2 separate regions of the Ovis aries genome follow, and region 2 is linked to region 1. A link is a contact called in public Hi-C data. All regions are on one chromosome and are shown on one strand. The core of a region is the stretch at or near the end of the contact, and the rest is flanking DNA. Distances in the headings are between cores, read along the strand shown.

What was found. A called contact is a pair of places that touch in the nucleus more often than the background predicts.
Region 2: a Hi-C map of hypothalamus shows a contact between it and region 1, with 3 times the contacts expected there. The contact joins the promoter of FMNL2 here to the enhancer-like site in region 1. A contact is called at or near these places in 2 of 16 Hi-C or Micro-C datasets (hypothalamus and skin fibroblasts).

Annotation. Positions count from the first base shown.
Region 1 is chr2:157,165,054-157,168,098 of ARS-UI_Ramb_v3.0, forward strand. All of the region lies in intron 1 of FMNL2 (formin like 2), which reads right to left. Among named protein-coding and RNA genes, the nearest start is that of FMNL2, 130 kb to the right of the region's middle. Within about 2 kb of position 1,543, at least 11 of the 54 cell types and tissues checked have an H3K27ac peak or open chromatin away from gene starts, as enhancers often do. A contact at or near this core is called in hypothalamus, where this site is marked.
Region 2 is chr2:157,295,475-157,298,519 of ARS-UI_Ramb_v3.0, forward strand. FMNL2 (formin like 2) reads right to left here and starts at 1,494. Exons shown (of 26, transcript XM_060409919.1): 1 at 909-1,494. The coding sequence starts at 1,025.

The DNA.
Region 1 (3,045 bases), core at 293-2,792:
CTCCTCAGATCACAACAGAATTGGTGAACAGCAGGGGAGAAGGCCGGAGCAGGCAGAAGAGGCTGGCCGTGAGAGCTTCATACATTTAATTGTCAAATCTGGTCAAAGGGAAAGAAAAACAAATCAGGTGCTACAGTGAAATTCAGCAGAAATGGAAAACTCCTCTTGACTGAAAGAATAATTGACTTGTCAATTTTTCACCACCTTCATCTGATCACACGATATTCCAAGTGGTAATTTATTCAAAGGCTATAAAGCATTGTGAATGTGATGCCCAGCTTATTATATATCATTGTTTTTGCATTTGTACCCTAAATAAGACACCAACTTCAACAAAGTCATCATGTTACATTAGCTCTCCCCACTGAATCAATTGTTACAGGCAGCTGCCACCAGCAAATTACCCATTCACCATCTTTCAAGCACTCACTTTAGCAGAAGTATTATTCTATAGAGGAACATTCACATCTATGATTCAAAAGAGCACTGCCAAGCAGAATTATAAGGTGAGCCACATATAGAACTGAATTCACCAGTATCCACATCAAAAAGTAAAAAGGAAGTGAAATCAATTTTAATAACATTTTAGATATGTTGGTTTAAGTAAGACATATTATTTAAACATGTAACCAATATAAAAGCTATTAACGATAAAATATGAAAAAGAATGCAAACTTTGCTTTCAAATCCTGAGTATATTTTATACTTAGAACATATTCCAACCCAGATGCTAAACTTTCATCAGATATACTTATGTTTAAATGTCACGAAAGATCCAGTTGAAATAGGGCAGCTTTACATACCCAAGTTGTTTCAAACATAGTTTATCTGTTTCAAAATTTCATTAAAAGTGAAATGAAATGAAAATGTCTGCTCTTTAGTTAAACCAGCCACATTTCGGTGCTCCATAGCTATGTGAGGCTGGTGGTTCCTGAATCGGATAGCATTGTTCTAGAACCAAACAAACCCTCTCTTGAGGAAACTAGGCAGGAATATATCAGGGAAAGTTTACTTGTTAACGTAAGGTGTCAAGGGAAGTAACGAAGTCAGAGTTCTGCACAGTCTCTCCAATAAAGACATCACTGTTAAACCAGAGCCATGACTCTTCTATGGCTTCTCAGAAGCTAAATCAATCCTTGCATGATCACTTGGGTTAGCAATTTCAGAGCAGCAGTGTAGATCTGGGAGCAGGGGTTCTGCAGACTAACTGCCTGGGTTTAGAATCCAGATCACCAGACACGGCACCTTGGGCATGCAGCCCAACCTCTCTGTGCTTTGAGTTCCTTACTGGGAAAATGGGATGATGGTGATGAAAGTACCCATGAAATAAGGTGATTTTGAGGATTAAATGAGCTAAAACACATAGCTGAGCACAGTGCCAGGCACACATTGAGAGCCCAATAAAAGCATGCTACCGGCCTGCACCACCTTTCACCAAGAAGTAAAATGCTGCATGGCAAAAAGCCACTGTGTGCACATGCACACCCTGGAGAAAGACCACAGCTCTCTCACTAAGAAATGCCAACCAGAACAGACCCTACACTGTTAACAACTTTGGCAAACAAAATAACATCTGCACAGACAGTTCTTTAAACAGCGTATACAATCAGAACAGGGTGCCCAGGATCAAAAAAGATGCAGCCTAACTACACAGGATGAATCATGGGAGAAGCTCTGTCAGTCTCCATGTGCAGAAAAGGAGGAGGCAGGGAAGGGCCAGAGAGTGGGAGAAGTACCGCTTACCAAACAGAGCAAACTCAAGCCCAAGTGTGAGCACATGTGGTCTTTATTAAGTCTGAGGAGTCTGGTTACATCTATTTTCAGACTTTTGTGTTTTTGTAATTTCAGTTTGCCAAAAGGAATGACAATCCATCAAGAATTACTGATGAGCAGGTTCAGCACAGAGAGAAATGTTTTGGCACTTCCAGGAAAAAAACAGTAGGATGGTGGGGTGGATGGGCACAGTCCATGACCCTAGCTCTGCTTGTGGGGAGGGGGGAGAGCCAAGTTACCAGGAAAAAACGAGAAGTGAGATTTTTGCCCAGACACCAGGCTTCCTCGGGGGTTAAGCTAAGGTGATATCAGTCTGGCGAAGAAGTAAACACAGGGTGAGAACACTATGACTTCTCTCAGGGCAGGAGCAGCCCCCACTGGCTCTATGTGAGGCTTCCCAGGCTGCAGGCGGCGGGACAAAGGAAGAAGAAATGATCTTCAGCAGCACCAGAAACTTCAGACACAAAATCCGAGCAACCTGATACTCAAGAAGAGAAGCCACAGAGTCACCGGCGCCAACCCAACTCTACAAAAAGATGTGACCAGTCCTCCTGGCCTCCAGCTTACGGCACCTGGAGTGAAAAGCAGATGTTGCTATGCTTCTTTGGGTCAAGCTGAGAACAGAAGATCTCTTCTGTCAAGTACAAAGGAGAAACTCTGTAAGAATTTATCTTGCTTAGAGTTCCAGAATACCACAGTCATTGGGCTGTCTACCCCACCATCTCCTTTCCCAACAACCCCTCAACACTCAGGAAAACTTGAGAGGTCTTAGGAGGGAGAAGGCCAAAGGAGGCCAAGTGTTAACAGAAGAGCCTGATGCCATTTTCATTTCATCAGGCGACTTCAGGTCCACACTTCAAATCCAGTTACTGGCCAGATTCCTGGCTTAATGACTCAATCCAAAGTGGTCCAGACTGTATCTAGCATTGCTTAAGAGCTGAAGTGGTAACTGGCGACAAAGAGGCTATAAAGGGTTAAGGGAGAAAAGAGAATTCCAAACTCTTCTTGGAAATTATCTCCCTCTCCCTTGCGGCTCAGCTGGTAAAGAATCCACCTGCTATGCAGGAGACCTGGGTTCAGTCTCTGGGTTAGGAAGATCCCCTGGAGAAGGGAAAGGCTACCCACTTCAGCATTCTGGCCTAGAGAATTCCATGGACTGTACAGTCCATGGGGTCGCAAAGAGTCAGACACGCATGAGCGACTTTCACTTCAAGAAAATCCTAAGGAGAAAATAAACTAAAGAAATGAAGATTTGCTGATAGTGAAAATGTT
Region 2 (3,045 bases), core at 244-2,743, 130 kb after region 1:
GAGACCGCCACACCCTCCTGAGCTCACAGCACTGACAGGCTCAGGCTGGGAGGGGCCCAGAAACTTACACCCAGCAAGGAAAGGCAGAAGAGAGTCTTCAAGTGTCTCAGATTTACAAAGCTGGAAAGCTAGGAGAAGGGGATTCCGAGAGAGGGAGTCGGAGATTTGGTAAGGGGAGGGGAGGGATCCCTAGAGTCAGGACAGCTTGCAACACGTCCCCGCAAAACTGCACATTTTTGTGGTTTGTTTTAAGACGAAAAGGAACGCGCCGAGGCGAAGCTTCTCTCGCGCCGGTTTCAGATGTCCCCCTCCTCGCTTAGGGACGGGGACGCCGCACTGCCGCGGGTTTCCTTCTCTTTCCCTTTTGGGGGAGCTCCCCTCTGCCAAGCCAGACGTCCGCCTCCAAGTTCGCCTTCGCGCACCGCGCCGCCCTCAACCCGCCACATGCGCCCATCAGCCCCGTACCCCGCAGGGCCCCGGCTGGGCGCCCGCTGGATGGTTCTCGAGGACTCGGGCTTTGAGGGGAGTTTTTTTCTTAAACAAAAAGCCTTAGCGGCCAGCCGCCCCCTCCTCCAAGCCCGCGCCACCTTCCCTTCACGCCCACGCCGCACCTCCCCGACACACGCGCTGCGAGGTGCCTCTCCCGCCAGACAATGGGTTCGGGGCCGGCCAGTCAGCCAACCCCCAGACCCGTGCCCCATTCCGGGACCCCAAGAAGGCTTGGCGCGGGGAGATCGGAGGAGGACCGAGAGGAGGCCAAGGGAGGCCACAATAAGCGAAGCAGGCGCCTCCCCCTTGGGACCGGGGATTCGCTCCCGGCGCGCGGAGAAGGGGAGAGGGCGGGGGTCAGCTGCACCGCCTGGTCTGGGGCCCCGGGGCCCGGCTCCCGGCCGCCGCCGCGCACTCACCAGCACGATGGCAAATCGCTCCTCCAGTTCACCTGGCTCGGGCATCGGCAGCTTCAAAGGCACGTTGTGCGCCCTGAAATCGGTCTGCTGTGAATCCATGCTCCCGGCGTTGCCCATGTTGGCTGCACGCCGGGGCAGGGGGCTACTCCGGGCCCCCTGCGTCCGCGTCGGAAATCAGAACAGCTCCCGGCGGCCGGCTCCCGCCCGCTGGCGCAACCAGCCCGGCTCCCCGCCCTCCGCTGCGCCCCCGGCGAGTGTGCAGCGCGCGCCGCTCCCTAGCAGCGCTCGGAGCCGAGCCGCCCCCGGCCTGCCTCATGCTCCCCGCCGCCCCAGCGCCGCCCCGGCCTCCTTTCCTCGGGAGGGGTCGTCAGGGCGCTGGGCGCCTATCTGCATGTTGCTCCGCTGGCACGCCGCCCCCTGCCAGCGATAGCGGCCAACGGGAGCGTGGTTGCTCGGACTTGGTCTCCCGCCGGGACAGTGATCGCCGCTGACACTTCCAGCTCTACGCCGGCGATCACAACGGTGGCTCGACCAGCACCTAGAGCAGACAAATGCAGCTCCGCGCTCCCGACACAATGCCCCTCTCGCCCGGCCCCCGCCCCCGGCCCGGCTCCGCCCACTCGCCCCGCGGACTGCCGGGACCAGTAGTTTCTGCCCAAAGTGTCTGCACGCAGAAACCACGCCCTCTCTGGAGGGCCCGGCTGAGTTAGGGCCGCTTGCAGGAAAGGCAATCTGAGCACCTTCGGGAAGTGTCACTTTTGACCCCCACCCCCACGCCACTCCAACGGAAGAGATACTAATCGCCTACATTGATTAGTAGGCAATCGGGCACATTTGGCAAGTGAATGAATTAACCAGTCAATGATTGAATGCACGCATTTTGATTTAAATTTCAGGAGCTGTTCAACAGGAGACCTCATGGGTATTGGCAACTTTCTCCGTCATAAACTGGGATGTGGGTCCATGGGTGTTTGTTATATTGTTCTTTCTTCCCTGTGTATGTTACACATTCACATATTCTTTTGTGCAGTTGAAATGTTTTATAAACAAATGTACTTTTATGGATATTTACAAACTTTCAGATGGATATATACCTTTATACGTCCTGGTCAGACCCCAGGATTTGGATGAGGAGGATTCAAAACAAATATCTGTCAAAAAGCTATTACAAATGGGTTACTGTGTTCCTTAACTAGAGAAAGACTTTCCAGTCAAATGAAGGAGAAAATTTACACAACTATGCTTTGCATGAGAAATAAGAACAGAGCATTTGAAAAGGCTCTGGAGATGGTCTTTGGCTGTAGCTGTTTTATTCCTCTATAGCACTCTTGTTCCAGGTGTTTTACAGAGAAGACTGGGCCCAACCCTGCCCTTCCTGAGTGCTCTTACAACTATTCTGTCCATTCAGAGACAGTGGAATTAGAGACAGCCTTAGAAAACGTGTAGCCACATTACCCTTTGTAGATTTCAAGGGTACCCACCTGGTTGACTTGTGGCTGCAGTCCTGTGATTAGTCCTTTCTTAGCTTAAAATAGTGTTTCTTAATCCTGGTTCCTGTATCAGATTCACATAGGGAGGTTGTTAAAACTGCACTGCAGGATGGGCCCTGACTATTATCAGAATTTCCCTAAGCTAAGAGCTAGGGCCGGGACAGGTATATTTTTAACAAGCCCTCCAGGTGCTTCTGATATAAAACTGGAGTTGTTACCCTCTTGTTAAAAATCAACTGCTTCTAAATGAGGTAACACACCAAAACTCAGGCATCAAGAATCATGTTTCATTCAGGTTTATAAACTTCAAGATGACTTGAACACAGTGGATGTTCAATAACTACTGAATTTTTACCAAAAGCCTATGGAGCAGATATACACAAATACATCATGTGTGTGTATGGTCTCTTCGGTAAATCACTTATAGTTTGGTTTTGTTGTTTTTTCTTTAAGAAGGGAGCAAGTATAAATAAGTTCAACTTAAAATCCGAATAAATGCAATCTGTATTTCTAAAATTATACTATATCAAAGTTAATAGTAAATGTGTTACCAATCAAAGAAAGAAAAACAGGGACACACAGACACCAACTAGTGAAAATGAGTGAGAAAGAAAAGCAGTTAATTCAGACCAAGTGAGACATTTCTG